Regions from separate parts of the Mus musculus genome. Here region 2 is linked to region 1. Evidence: chromatin contacts called from public HiChIP or PLAC-seq data. All regions are on one chromosome and are shown on one strand. Each heading gives the region's core, a stretch centred on a gene start, on an enhancer-like site or on the middle of the called end of the contact. The rest is flanking DNA. Distances are from core to core; before and after follow the strand shown. Region 1 overlaps Hormad2 (HORMA domain containing 2). Region 2 overlaps Nf2 (neurofibromin 2).

What was found. HiChIP or PLAC-seq counts read pairs in DNA pulled down with a chosen protein or histone mark.
Region 2: a contact with region 1 is called in an H3K27ac HiChIP or PLAC-seq map of T-cell acute lymphoblastic leukemia, with 3 times the contacts expected there. The contact joins two enhancer-like sites. A contact is called at or near these places in 1 of 115 datasets of contacts at active chromatin or transcription factors (T-cell acute lymphoblastic leukemia) and 1 of 9 other capture datasets (adipose tissue).

What each region holds. Positions count from the first base shown.
Region 1 is chr11:4,340,451-4,347,294 of GRCm38.p6, reverse strand. It overlaps Hormad2 (HORMA domain containing 2), which reads left to right. Exons shown (of 11, transcript NM_029458.1): 11 at 629-912. The coding sequence ends at 733. Among named protein-coding and RNA genes, the nearest start is that of Gm24803, 20 kb to the right of the region's middle. Within about 2 kb of position 3,199, at least 35 of the 459 cell types and tissues checked have an H3K27ac peak or open chromatin away from gene starts, as enhancers often do. A contact at or near this core is called in T-cell acute lymphoblastic leukemia, where this site is marked.
Region 2 is chr11:4,780,477-4,787,014 of GRCm38.p6, reverse strand. It overlaps Nf2 (neurofibromin 2), which reads left to right. Exons shown (of 17, transcript NM_001252250.1): 14 at 2,452-2,579; 15 at 4,663-4,828; 16 at 6,393-6,437. The coding sequence ends at 6,428. Among named protein-coding and RNA genes, the nearest start is that of Cabp7, 37 kb to the right of the region's middle. Within about 2 kb of position 2,169, at least 43 of the 459 cell types and tissues checked have an H3K27ac peak or open chromatin away from gene starts, as enhancers often do. A contact at or near this core is called in T-cell acute lymphoblastic leukemia, where this site is marked.

The sequences.
Region 1 (6,844 bases), core at 1,950-4,449:
ATACAAATGTCTTTTATGCTTTTCTTGGAACTCCAAGCATCAGAGGTTGCCTGACAGATATATATACTTCCAGTTATTCATTCAGTTGAGCCAAAATAAGTCCCAAGATCTTTAACTAATGGGAATGATAATTAGTGATAATTCACCGATCAACTTCCCTGTAATCAATAATATATACTTTTCTTCAGCAAAGGAGTCATTGTCTTTTTAAGTTGTTGGTCTAAACAGTTGCAGAAAAGACAAGGCTGTGTGTCTCTGCTGGCTGGAAGAGGGACTTACATTATGTCTGCCTCTAAAATAATCAGTGCCCTAGATCTCTCCTGACCCGTGCTTGCTCCTTGTTGGCCCCACACCTTGATCAACAACCCTCCCCTCCAGAGTTGGATGTGCTGAATTCAATAGAGAGAGCCAAGAAACTGTCCCAGAAACTGGCTGCCTCCAGGGGACTGGAGCTCCTGAAACTTGGAATGCCAGATTCTGATACTGGCAGCAGGGTTATGATCTGGGCCAAGCAAGCCCACAGGAAAGCAGGTTTGGATCGGTTATGCGTGATTGGTCTTCCTGTTTTATAGATGTCTTGTGAGGTGTCACATCTCCGCTTTAATGTACCTCTCTCTGACTCTCACAGGTCCAAAGAATGAATTTTGTGCACATTGAGCCAAGTTTTGAAAGTTCCAGAAAGAAGAAGAAGGTCAGCGAACCAGTGACAGTCTTCATTCCTAACAGAAAATGAAACTTAGGTGCCTTTGCTACACCTGTTTTGCAAAAATCTATGAAGTGCTGTAACAGGATAATGACCAAGCCTTCTTTCTTCCTACGGCTTTGCTCCACTCTCTCCTCAGTCTGTGAAAGGCTAAGCTATTGAGCAGGCCCTAGGTTCACTTCTCCAGAAGGAACCTGGATCGCAGAGCTGCCTTGGGATGGGATGACCTCGCGGCCGAGTTAGAGAGGAGACACGCTCTGTGTTTGCAAAAAACCACAGCAGTTAGTTTGGAAAGAAATAAGCTGCTGTTCTTCAAGTAAAGGGTTTTTCTTTACATAATTAAATTCTCCAGGTATCTCTGTGAAATACTCTGACTTGTTAGAACCTGTGAGTTGGAATCCTTCTATAGCTTTACTAAAACTCACACAGCGCAGCATAGGATATGTGTGGAGGTGCTTAGCCAGGCATGATTTATATGTTGATTTCAGTCACAAAGTTGATCAGCAGCATGTGAATCCAGATGCCCTCCCTCCCTGTGCAGTTCCTCAGCTCTGCCCCAGGCCCTGCCCCAGGCCCTGTGCTGTTGGCCAATCCCAAACAGCTGACATGCAGTTCAGGAGCCTGGTTCCCCTGTAAGACCTATGTTGTGTATTTTCTCCAAAATACTTGAGTTTATCTGTCTGTAACTTGCAGGTGATGCTATTTGTCCCCTCCATATTCTGGAAGAATTTTGATAGGCTTTTGTACTAATGTGATATGAATAATAAATGACTTACAGAATTGTTTGATAATTTATGTAACATGGGGTTTAATAATTGAACTTAAATGGATGTGATAAATAAGTTAGATACTAAATATGTTGTGCACTGTGTGCGTGTGTATTTCAGATGCATGTGTGATAATCAGAGGACAACTTGTTGGTTCTCCCCCTTTCATCATGTGGGTTCTGAGGATTGGACTTAAGTCCTCTGGCTTGGCAGCAAGCCCCCTTATCCCACTGGGCCTGCAAGATACTTTTTACTCATCAAACTTTGCACTTTGTAATTTTTTCACTTAAATGAATGTTCCTAAGGGTAATGAGGCTGTCAGCACCTGGAGTGCCCATCACACATTCTGTCTTAACTGGAACTGATCAAACTGTCCTGGGGGAAAGTCTCATGATTCTGACTCACAGGTTGAGATTCTGTGGCTTTAACAAAAGAGGATCTCTGGGCCAGGTGTCCCTTAGTCTGCAGGAGGAGTGTGTGTTACATAACAGGAAAGTCAGGGTAGCCTGCCTGCCTAGCGCTGCGCTGCTCTTTGCTGGGCTCTCCTCTGTTTCTGAGGACCCAGGACTGAGTACTGACTGAAGCACTAAGTAGGACTGTGGGAGAAGAGGGGATTGGGTTTTCCCTGCCTGCATATTAAAGTGGATCCATATAAGCCTGGTCTACCACTGAAAGGAGCAGGAGGGGAAAGGTAATTGGTCTTATTAGATCCTTGATGGAAGTGTAGCCTGAGTCACATAAAGGGGTTGGATGTCTAGTAGAGGGATTAGGCTTGTTTTGTGTCTCTTCAGAGGGCAGATCTGAGACCAATTTGGGGAAAGCATCAAGAGGTCGGTTTGGCTCAGAGGAAGGAAGCGCTCTGAGCTCCACAGGCTGTCAGGATTTTGTGTTGGGCTGTCTTATAAGGTGGTGAGAGTCACTGTAAGCTGTGAACAGAGAATGGCACTACATCTTCAAGTGTCTGATTTACAGAGGAAATAGTCTGGATTTCAGAAAGAACCATTTTGTTTAAAGGGGGAATTTAGCTCTCAATCTATATTTACATTTATCAGAAACTTAGCCTAAAATTGACAGTGATCCTTAGAGTTTAGAGCCTAAATCTATCTAGAAACTGTCTGTGGTGATCTGACTCTATCTTCATACCCCCTTTCTCAACTAAACAGCTTTATCACTGCCATTGGGCACAGTGTGTTTCTGATGTGGTGAGTGTGTGAGGTAGAAGAGAAGACTGGACACATACCCTTGATAGGCATGCAGGGGAAGAGATCTGCTGTCAAGACCTGAGAAATACAAACGTATGACATAGCTGCTTTTACACAGCATTGCTAGCTCATCCGCGCAAATCCTTTAGTCTTCCATTTCTTCCTAGCTGCCAAAAAAATGAATAAAAACAATGGCATCAAAAACTCAGAGAGGGGAGAAAGAGGAGGAGAAGAAAAGAGGGGGAAGAAAGAGATGGTGAAGGGAGAGAAGATACAAGGAAACTTAGCCCCGAGGCTGGATACCTGCAGTGTGCTAGGCTGGCCCTTCACACACCCTGACTATGTCTGCCTCCTCAGCACAATGACAAAGATCAGAGGACGATAGCTTGGAAACTGGGGCATTGTTAAATTATGGGGAAGTTTGACTTTGCCTGAGTGGTTTTTCCTCTCTTTACAGAAATTAGTCTAACTAAAAAGAAATAGGTTGGGCTCAGGGTTGCCCCCAGCCTTTGAAGCCAGGCACCAAAAACCACACCTCCGTCTCCCCTCCTGCAGGCCCCGCCTGTGTCTAGATTCCTTCACTCTCCAGCTCACGTCTGCCTGAAAGAGACTGGAAATGGTCTCAGTGTCAAAACTGCATTGAGATAAGGTCACACTTCTGTGGTTTTTAAAATTCTAGTAAACTTGAAGCTCAATTTGAGTGTAACAGGTTATTTATGGTTTTAAAACCTGCAGTCTGAGATCTTCAGTGACTTCCACAGGTTCTTTTGTTTGGTTGGTTGGTTTTATTTTGTTGTTGTTGTTGTTTTTCCTCTGTGCCATGGAAGTCACTCTGTAGACCAGGCTGGCCTTTAAACTCAGAGAGATCCATCTGCCTCCTGAGTGCTGGGATAAAAGGCATGCACATGCCACCACTGCCACCATCACCAGCTTCCACAGATCCCTACAGTAAAAACAGTGCTCAGGTGTAATGAATGCCATTTAAAGGAAGCCCCAAGTAATAGTCTAGACTCTACATATATGAGAGAATACCTAAGTTATAGTCTTTGGAGAGTATTAGTCTGTTTCTGTGATAATGTTTTAACTGTGATTTGGGTATTGAGGTCCTTGCTGAGACATAATATGCAATTTTATAGTGACACCGAGAAAACAGGGGTGTCACTGGGGACACTGTTTTTTTTGTTGTTTGTCCAAAACTTATTTATTTATTTATTTATTTGGTTATGTAATGGGAAAGTTAAATTCCTATCCAGAAGTAGTGAGACTTTCGGAGGAGCTAAAGAGCAAATCTGCTCATACAATACCTGCAGGCAAAGCTTGGTTCCATTAGGAAAATTACCAACTGGCTGCAGGATGAACAAACCATTTAGCAAGGCAGTCAAGACAGAGCTTGGGTTTCCCAGGCCTAATGGTACACACCTGTAATTCCAGCACTCAGGAGTCTGAGGCTGGAGGACTGCGACTCCATCACATATCGGGGGTGGGGGAAGAGAGGGAGAGGGAGAGAGGAGAGACACATACCTGAGATACTGAATTCAAACCTGACTATTCATTTCTAAATAAGTTATTTTCCCTCTCTGACCATCAGTTTATTTGGTCTAATGAAATATAGATAATAGTGAACCCAGTTTCTATCTCTTATGAGGATGAAGCAAGAAAATCAAGCAAACTGCCCAGTAAGCATATAGCCAGGGCTCCAGAGATGTTCATCAAATTGTGTGTGTGTGTGTGTGTGTGTGTGCGTGCGTGCATGCATGTGTGCGTGTGCAAGCATGAGCATGGCAGACTTGGGCATCCTCAGTCTTATCTCCATCTTATGATCTTCATCTTTGAGACAGGGCCTCTCACATACTTGGAGCTTGCAGGTTCAGTTAAGCTGGCTGCCTGCATGCTCCAGGAATCTGTGTGACCCACTTCCCCCAGTCTCAGACTACTAGAGAGGGCCACCACACTGGGCTTTTTGACATGGGTGCGGGAAATTCAAATTCAGGTCCTCAGACTTGATCTCTGCTTCCTTTTTCCCCCCTACTATATCTTTTCCAAGTGTGGAGTTGACCTTTGACCCTGCCTGCTCCCATTTGCCTCTGTTCTTAGCATCTCCCTGCCCCTCTCCTTAGAATGGAAACTCTTTCCTTCAGGACAGTTCATAGAAGGGAAGCATAAGATTATACTTACTGAGCTGCCCCCACATTTGTATCTTAAATATAAACTCGGTACTAAGAAAAATGAGTGTTACCTAGGGACTATGATATGAAAACAGCCTGACTACACGGAAAAGAAGACAGTCGGAGGAGGGCCTTATTCCACCTTCAAACATTTAAAGAGCTGTTAGGAACGCATGGACACAGTGTGTTCCAGAGAGCAGTTGGAGGAAGCTGAGCAGTGGCAGGCCCAGCCTCCACAGAGTCGGGGTTTCTCCTCCACACTTCAGCAGTGTGGCTAATGCACAGCAGGCATGCAGCATTTTCCTCATTTATTAGCAGTTAGAGTTGCCAGCCTCTGACTACTTCTGGCAGGAACGTTCTCTCATCATTAGAAGTGTTCGACCCACTTCAATGAAAGCTGTTCCTTTGATTGAGAGTAGAAGCAGCTCAGTACTAAAATCCCTTCCAGCTGCAAAGTTCCGTGACACTTTGCATTAATAGTAGGATTTCAGCAGAGATACATGGGAACAACGGAATACTTTATAATCTTTTCTCCCAAAGACAATGGAGTTTAAAACTGAGGTTCTAGAGTACAGAGCCTGACTGGGCATCCTCTAGTAGCCAAAATTACTGGGGCATATTATCTGTCCTCGCTGTGTTTCTGTTTCCCTGTCTAAAATGAGGATGGGGTAGTATCTTTCTCAGCCGTTATGAGAGCTAAGTGAGTCGCCACACTCTAGGCAAAGCAGAAGACTGGCTGGCATGTACAACATCGTTGTTCAGTAAATGTTAGTTACAGTGAATTACCTGACACTCTGGCTTCTTCTAAGCACTTTTTTCCCCAACTTAAGGGACATCCTTTGTAGCATAATTAACTCAGACTTAGGGGTTTTTTTCCTAACCAAATGACAGCCTTAGCTGTTATTAATTCTTTGAATTCTCCTGTGAGCCAGCTTATTTTTCATTAATTAATTTCTTTACTTTACATCCAGATTGAAGCTCCCCCACCCCGCTTCCTCTCCTCCCAGCCCCTCCCTCTTTCCTCACCTCCTCCCATCTCCCCTTCCTTTCTCCTCAGAGAAGGAGAGGCCTCTCATGGATATCAGCCTGCCTTGGCATGTCAAGTTGCAGTAAGACTAGATGTATCTTCTCCTACTGAGGCTGAAGGAGGCAGCCCAGGTAGGGGAAAGGGGCCCACAGGCAGGCAGCAGAGTCAGAGACAGCCCTCACTCTTGCTGTTAAGAGCCCCACATGAAGATCAACTGCACATCTGTCACATGTGTGGGAGGCCTGGGTCTGCCCCATGTGTGCTCTCTGGTTGGTGGTTCAGTCTGAGTCCCTGTGGGCCCAGCTTAGTTGATTCTGTAGGTTTCCTTGTGGTGCCTTTGACCCCCTCCTCTCAGTTCCTTCCTCCCTGTCCCCGCAGGATTCCCTAGCTCTGCATCCATTCCATCAGCTGCTAGGTAAAGCCTCTCAGAGGACAGTTATGCTGGGCTGCTGCCTGGTTGTCCCTGGTGCCAGTAGGCCTCCAGGAATGCAAGCAGGCTGTGGGCCAGAAAATGGAGCGTACCGGGGACAGGGCACAGCTCATCACTACTGGGTTTGTGACCTGGCAGTTGTGACAAGTTTTTTTTTTTTAAGATTTATTTATTATTTATATGTAAGTACACTGTATCTGTCTTCAGACATACCAGTAGAGGGGTCAGATGTCATTACGGATGGTTGTAAGCCACCATGTAGTTGCTGGGATTTGAACTCAGGACCTTCATAAGAACAGTCAGTGCTCTTAACCGCTGAGCCATCTCTCCAGCCCCCGTGACAAGTTTTAATACAACAAATGGTAGGGCCTCTGGCACATAGTTGGTGTAACACAATCACTCTGCTAACACCTGGCAAGTACAGTAGGAGCACAGTAAATATTTGTTTAATAAGTTGATGAACTTGGCAGAGTTCGCTCTATTTCCTACATTTTATTTATTTGTTTGTGATTAGGTAATACAGTCATATGACCTAAAATTCAAAAGGAAC
Region 2 (6,538 bases), core at 920-3,419, 440 kb before region 1:
GACATTGTTCCCCTTCCTTCCCATGCTGCAAACTTGTTCTCTAGCCATATAATATCACCAATTGGAAATCCTGACAGATATGCCCAGATCACAGCCCAGCCTTGGAGGCAGGAAAGGCTTGGCATGACTGACTTCTGCAGAAGAGCAGCGTTCCCTGCCGGGCAGGGAAGAGAGGCTAGAACACTCTGGGCAAAGACAGAGTGTATTCACAGCACAGACACATAACCCATTCACACATAGGCTGCACACACCCTGAGTAGTTGTGTACATGACGAGCACACTGTACACTTGTACACTTGGAACACTCACATGTGGCACAGGTGCATTCAGGACACAGAGGCATAAGAGCCCAGGGTTTGAATTGGGGGAATGTGAGTGGTTTGCTATTGCCATGTGTCCTTGTTATTTATTCCTGGGCAACAGATAACCCCAAACACCATTATTTGTCTCTTGGGCATAGTGTATTAAAGGCACATGTCTTCTCTCAAGATCAGATGGTCACAGTCAGGTGACAGCTGGGACTGTGGCAGTCTGAGCACTCACCTGGACTATATACCTGAATTACCTGTGTCTAAAACAAACAGCCATTAGAGCAGACTTTCAAAGTGCTCTTCTTTTTGCACTTTCCCTTAGCACTGTCTCTCCAGAGGAGCACACTCTAGTTCCTTAATCATATCATGTCAATGGGTGGGTTGTGACTCAGCCAGCCAGGCCCTATAGGTGAGGACTTAGTGTATTTCCTATAGCAGTTTTGAACACAACTGCACTGAACAACAAATTTTTGCACACAGACGTGACAGTTTTCCTAGACCTGTAAGGTCAGATACTCAGTTGTGCCACCTGCCAAAGAGGGTGTGTCAGTTTCTGCTCTCACTAAAAGGGTAACGGCTAGTGTTCTTCCTTTCTGAGAATTTTTCTGCGCTTTTTGGTTTTTTTTTTTGTTTTTTTTTTTTGGTTTTTGAAACAAGGTTTCTCTGTGTAGCCCTGGCTGTCCTGGAACTCACTCTGTAGACCAGGCTAGCCTCGAACTCAGAAATCCGCCTGCCTCTGCCTCCCAAGTGCTGGGATTAAAGGTGTGTGCCACCACTGCCCAGCTCTGAGAATATTTCTGAAGTATAAGGTAAATAGACCTGCCTAGATTATAACTGTCCAGCTTGATGAAGTGTCAACAGAGCAGACTCTCTCATTTACCCAGAATTCAGCCCTGAAAACAGTGTATGTAGGACCTAGATATCCTGCTCAGGGGCACACTTGACAGACTCCATACATCCTACCTTAGACCTCACTGCCATAAATAAAGGCTGAGAGGTTCTGTTCCTTTCCAAACATTGTCCCAGACTCAGTAAAAGATCCTAGGAGGAAAAAAGACATACCCATGAGGAATCTCTGCAGTGTGGAGCTGAGGAAAGGGCGGGGCAGCAGTATGCACATCATGACAGAGAACTGCAAAGGGAATGAGCAGCTGTTTTGTCAGGGTAGAAGGTGAGAGGGCTCGAAGGGCTTTGCTGAGAGACTGGAAGAATTGAGAACTTTGAAAGGGGAATGGAGACCTTGCTGGGCTGCTATGACCCATACCTGCAGTGCTAGCACTCAGAAAGCTACCACAGAAGGCTCACCAGTTTGAGACCAGCTCTGGCCATGTGGCACATCCCTAATGTCACAGAAAATGACAGGGAAGGAGGAAGAGAGAGAAGGAGTGGCAGGGAGGGAAAGAAAGGACACATGCTAAGTGTGGGATAATACGTAGTACTGTTTATGATTTAGCAGGACAAATAATGAGGGACACTAGAGAGGTAGGTAGGGACTGTAGGTTAGGTGACCTTCTGTTCTGGAGTGAAAAGATCCTGAAAACAAGTCAGCTGGTTTCCCCTTTCAAGCACTCTTCTGGCTCTGTCTTTGGAATCTAAGCCCCTTCCATACGAGCAAAGCCTTTGTGACCCGAAGCCAGTCTCTTACCAGTCACCCCACAGGGTACTTGAGATGCCCAGTGCTTTGGATGGATCCTGTCTGCCCTGCCTACCAGCATGCCTCTTGCCTGGCACCTTTCTCCTTTGGCTCATTCACTGATCCCCAAGGAAGCTGTACCCTGGCAGATCCCTCTAACCTCATACGCCCTGTCCCTCCTCTGGCTCATGTTCATCTTACTTAACTATGAGGATTTGCAAATACATCTGCTTCCTGAACAAGACTTTGATCTGCTTAGAGCCAGGAAGCCTGTCTTCCTTCCTGTGTCTCAACTCCTAGCCCAGTGCCTAAATGAGCTTCCTAAATGAGAAGCTGAGTGAAAGTTTGCGTTTGATTCAAGGAACCGTAGAAATGATGAGGTTTGAGGAGAGAAGGGTGACTTGTCTGATTGTGGTTGCTTTGGGACCACTTACCTGGCAGTATTGACTGTAGAGGTCTCTGTCCTGTGTAATTTAAGCATCTTAACAGGAGCTTTCTCACTGACAGCCCATGAACCCAATTCCACCACCACTGCCTCCTGACATACCGAGCTTCGACATTATTGCTGACAGCTTGTCATTTGACTTCAAGGATACGGACATGAAGCGACTTTCCATGGAGATAGAGAAAGAAAAGTATGTACCCTCTGTGGCCTGCTGGGTCAGTCGTGAGCATGAGTGAGTGGATCTGGCCTAGAGTCACAGGTCACAACAGCAGCCAGTCATTACCCCTGCAAAGGTTTGCTTTGTTGTCACCCACTGGAGAACAAAGTTTCTAATTATTAAAAATTAAAGACAACAGATCAAGACAACAGTCAGGGTCCCAGGATAAAACTAACACTTGATTAAGATGGTATCCTGAAATTTATGTTTTATACCTTGTCTGAAAAATAGGACTGGCTTGTATTGAGTCCCAAGTTAAGACTGTTGTTCGCATAGTAAAATACAGTTTTCTTTAGCAGTGGTTCTAGAATGAAGGTAAAAGAAAAAAAAATTCCTAGGCTGAGCAAAGCCGGAGGAGGCCAGGGGAGACGAGTAACCCTATGCTGGTGACCCCGAGCCCAGCCAGATCACAGGCACTTCCGTCACATGCTCTCCCTTCCCTTTGTGGGCAGCAGAAGTGGAGCAGAGATGGACAGGAGGAGTCCCGTTGTGGACGAAATCTTAAGTAAGATCATTCTCATTTCTTGAGCCAGGAGTGAAGAATAGTGCTACAGCTGGCAGAGATCACAGTGATGCCATGGATTGACACCTGTGTCTCCATGTAGCTTTTTGGTGTTTGTCTCATTCACACGAATTAACAAACATCCCACTGGAATCAAAAGCAGGTTTTAGGGACTGGGAATATAGCTTAGTTCATAGAGTGCTTGTCTAACATCCACCTCTAACATAGTGTAAGTCAGGCATGGTTGTATACACCGGTAATCTTAGTACTCAAGAAATACAGGTAGGAGGATCAGAATTTCAAGATTATCTTCAGCTACGTAGCAGATTCACATCTGGCCGGGACTGCTATGAGGCCCAGACTCCAAAAAACATTTTAGTGTTGCAGTTATATAAAGGAAAATAGACTTAGTTTGATGAGTTCATCCAGCACCACATAGCTGATGAGAAGCAGGACCAGGATTGAAACCCCTTACTCTGGAGACCAGCCTGAACCACTGAGCCAGGCTAACCTCCTTTGACCCCTCATACTGACAACAGCTAAGAAGCTGACGATCCTGAGCTATTGCTCCGACTGTCCGTCTGAGCTCCTCATTGGCCAGATGTGCATGTTTATGTGGTTGTGATCAGCATAAGACCACATCCTGTTCTGGGTCTTGGTTTTTTATAGTTTGTATTTTCTTACTGTTTCAGTGTGTTTGGCTATTATAACAAAATACCAGGGGCTGGAAAGCTTATAAACAAGAGGAATTTACCTCTCATAGTTGAGGAAACTTGGAAATCCAAGATGAAGGAGGCATTGTGAGAATGTCCCTCCTGGTTTGCAGATGGCAGCTTCTCACGGTGTGCTTGTGTGTGCCTGTGGAGTCTTCTATTGTGAGCTCAGGCCTGCAGCATGCGAGTGGAGGGGACACAGACACTCAGCCCATGGCCCTTTTCTGTGCAGGCTGGCAGAGCCCGTCAGTGGCTGCAGGAATTCCTTCTAAATGTTTATATATTAGTGTTACATAGTTTTCTGTTCATGCTCCTCTAGTTAAACTCTTGAACCTCTTCAGGTGAAAGTGGAGATCTATTTCTTCCCGATGGTGGCTGAGTGAGTGTCTGCCATCTTTTTCTGAAGGGTTCGGAATAAGTAGGAGAGTAGATGTGGTTACTGGCAGGGACGACCTGCTTCACTGCTTGACGAAGGTTAGAAGCAGAGCGTGTCTGGGGCTCAGGAGGCTTGTATGCTCTGACTTTTCATACAGACCAAAAGCTGTCTGTGGCAGGGTTATTTGTAGAGCACTCTGAGAGTTTATACAGGGCTTTTTTTTTCCTACACTTTATTTCTTCCTGACCAGAGGCCCTGTAATTATCATCCCAATTGAACTGATGGGGAAAGAGATTCATAGCGGTTAGTGGATAGCCCAAGCTCCCTGGGCTTCTGAGTGGCCAAGTTGAGGTGTGAAACCCAGACTTGAGCTCCTGGCTGCCACTTTGGGTAGCTTTCGCGTTACGGCTCACCTCTCCTGCCTCTGTGTGCCCACCCGTGACGCCTGGTTTCTTGTTGCACCAGAGTGGAGTACATGGAGAAGAGCAAGCACCTGCAGGAGCAGCTCAACGAGCTCAAGACGGAGATCGAGGCCTTGAAACTCAAAGAGCGGGAGACGGCCTTGGACGTCCTACACAGCGAGAGCTCAGACAGAGGCGGCCCCAGCAGCAAGCATAATACCATTAAAAAGGTACCTGAAATGTGAGGTTGGCATCTAGTTTCCTCAGGAGCCCGATCATTAAACTCTTGTCTATTGGCTTTTTTTTTTTAACATGTACTTAGTTAAGGGAATTTTTCAACTCCTGACAGAAAGAGAATTTAATCTGCCAATGACCATGATGGAAGTGGAGCTTATGTTAAAAGCTCTGATGAGATGACTCCTTGTTTGAGGATGGGTTTTGATCTTCACTGAGAAATAAAGTGATTCTGTCTTTAAAGTCAAGGGGACTTATGCCCAAGGCGTCACCTCACGTAATAAGAACTCACAGGGAACTAGAGGCCTGTTGAATGCGTCCCTTCCATCTTTGTGTAAGACCATATTCAGAATCGCCAACTTCTTTAATACTTAAAAGGAAGTATATAGAAGAACCTTAATGTTTAAAAAGATGAGACTTATTTACGAGGCTCACAGAGTCCCATTTGTCTCTCCTGATATTTAGAGTTCTCATCATTGTGGGGGTTTAGAAGTTACTTAAGAACTCATCATCAGCCCGAGAATGTATAGATCTCATGTCTGGGCAAAGCAGAAAGATTGTCTGGGCAGTGAAAGCTCTTGCTTTTAGCTGATCACCCCTATAAACAGGGGTTGTAAAGGGATTGGTGTGGCGGCACACGGTGGTAACGCTAGCATTCAGGAGGCAGAGGCAGGAGGATTGCAAGTTTAAGGCCAGGCTGGGCTACAGAATAAGACCCTGACTCCCTTTTCTTGAGATTGGATGGCAGTTGATATGGTTAAGTTTCACTCTTTATTCCAGTGTGTAAAGCAGTCTCCACACTCAGGAGGCAGAGGAGGGTGGATTTCTGAGTTTGAGGCCATCCTGGTCTACAAAGTGAGTTCCAGGACAGCCAGGGATACAGAGAAACCCTGTCTCGGAAAAAAAAAAGCAGTCTTCAGCTCAAGGACTGTCTCTGTTTTCAGTGATTAAGTTGTCACTGAGCACCCTAAGAAGCCTGAGTCTCCTCTGATGTGTAGTTGGGAGCCTACTTCTGCTTAGCACTTCACAGTGGACACCAAGTAGAGAAGGCATCACCGCACTCCACACCCTCTCCCTCTGGCTCCTGTTGTCTTCTGGGTTTCTTGTTTCAAACAAAATGATTAAATGTCAGAGGGGAGTTTAAAACCAGGCGTGGTGACCCACAGAACTCAGGAGGAGGAGGCAGGAGGATTAAAGGTCATTTTGGACTGCAACAAAAATTCATGTCCAGCCTGTGTTATATAAGACCCTGTCTCATAAAGTGGGCGGGGGAGGTGGGGGTAAAGAGGAGGCTCTTAAGCTAAAACGTGATTGGGCTAGTGAACCAGTCAGCCCCCTCATCCTGCCTCCTTATCACCTGGCATCCTGAGCAGTCTCCTGGCCACTGCTGCTGTGGAGAACTGGGCTCTCAGCTGAAAACCAGAGAGGCCACTGTTCAAACTGTTTCACAGTACACCTGAGGTCACTGTCTCTATTTCTGAGCATTTTGCAAATGGCACATGTGGCATTTTGATTTCACAGGGTATGTCTTTGTTTTTTCATTTTATTTTGCTCATTTAGCCTCAAGCCCAAGGCAGAAGACCTATCTGCATTTGAGTCCTCAAAGTAGGTTATTCCCAGGTATTCTGTCTGTGGTGCTGGTCCTTCGTCTGTGGTACTAACCCGTGCATGAGCTTGCCTGTCTCTGTCCTCGGGCCACGCAGAGC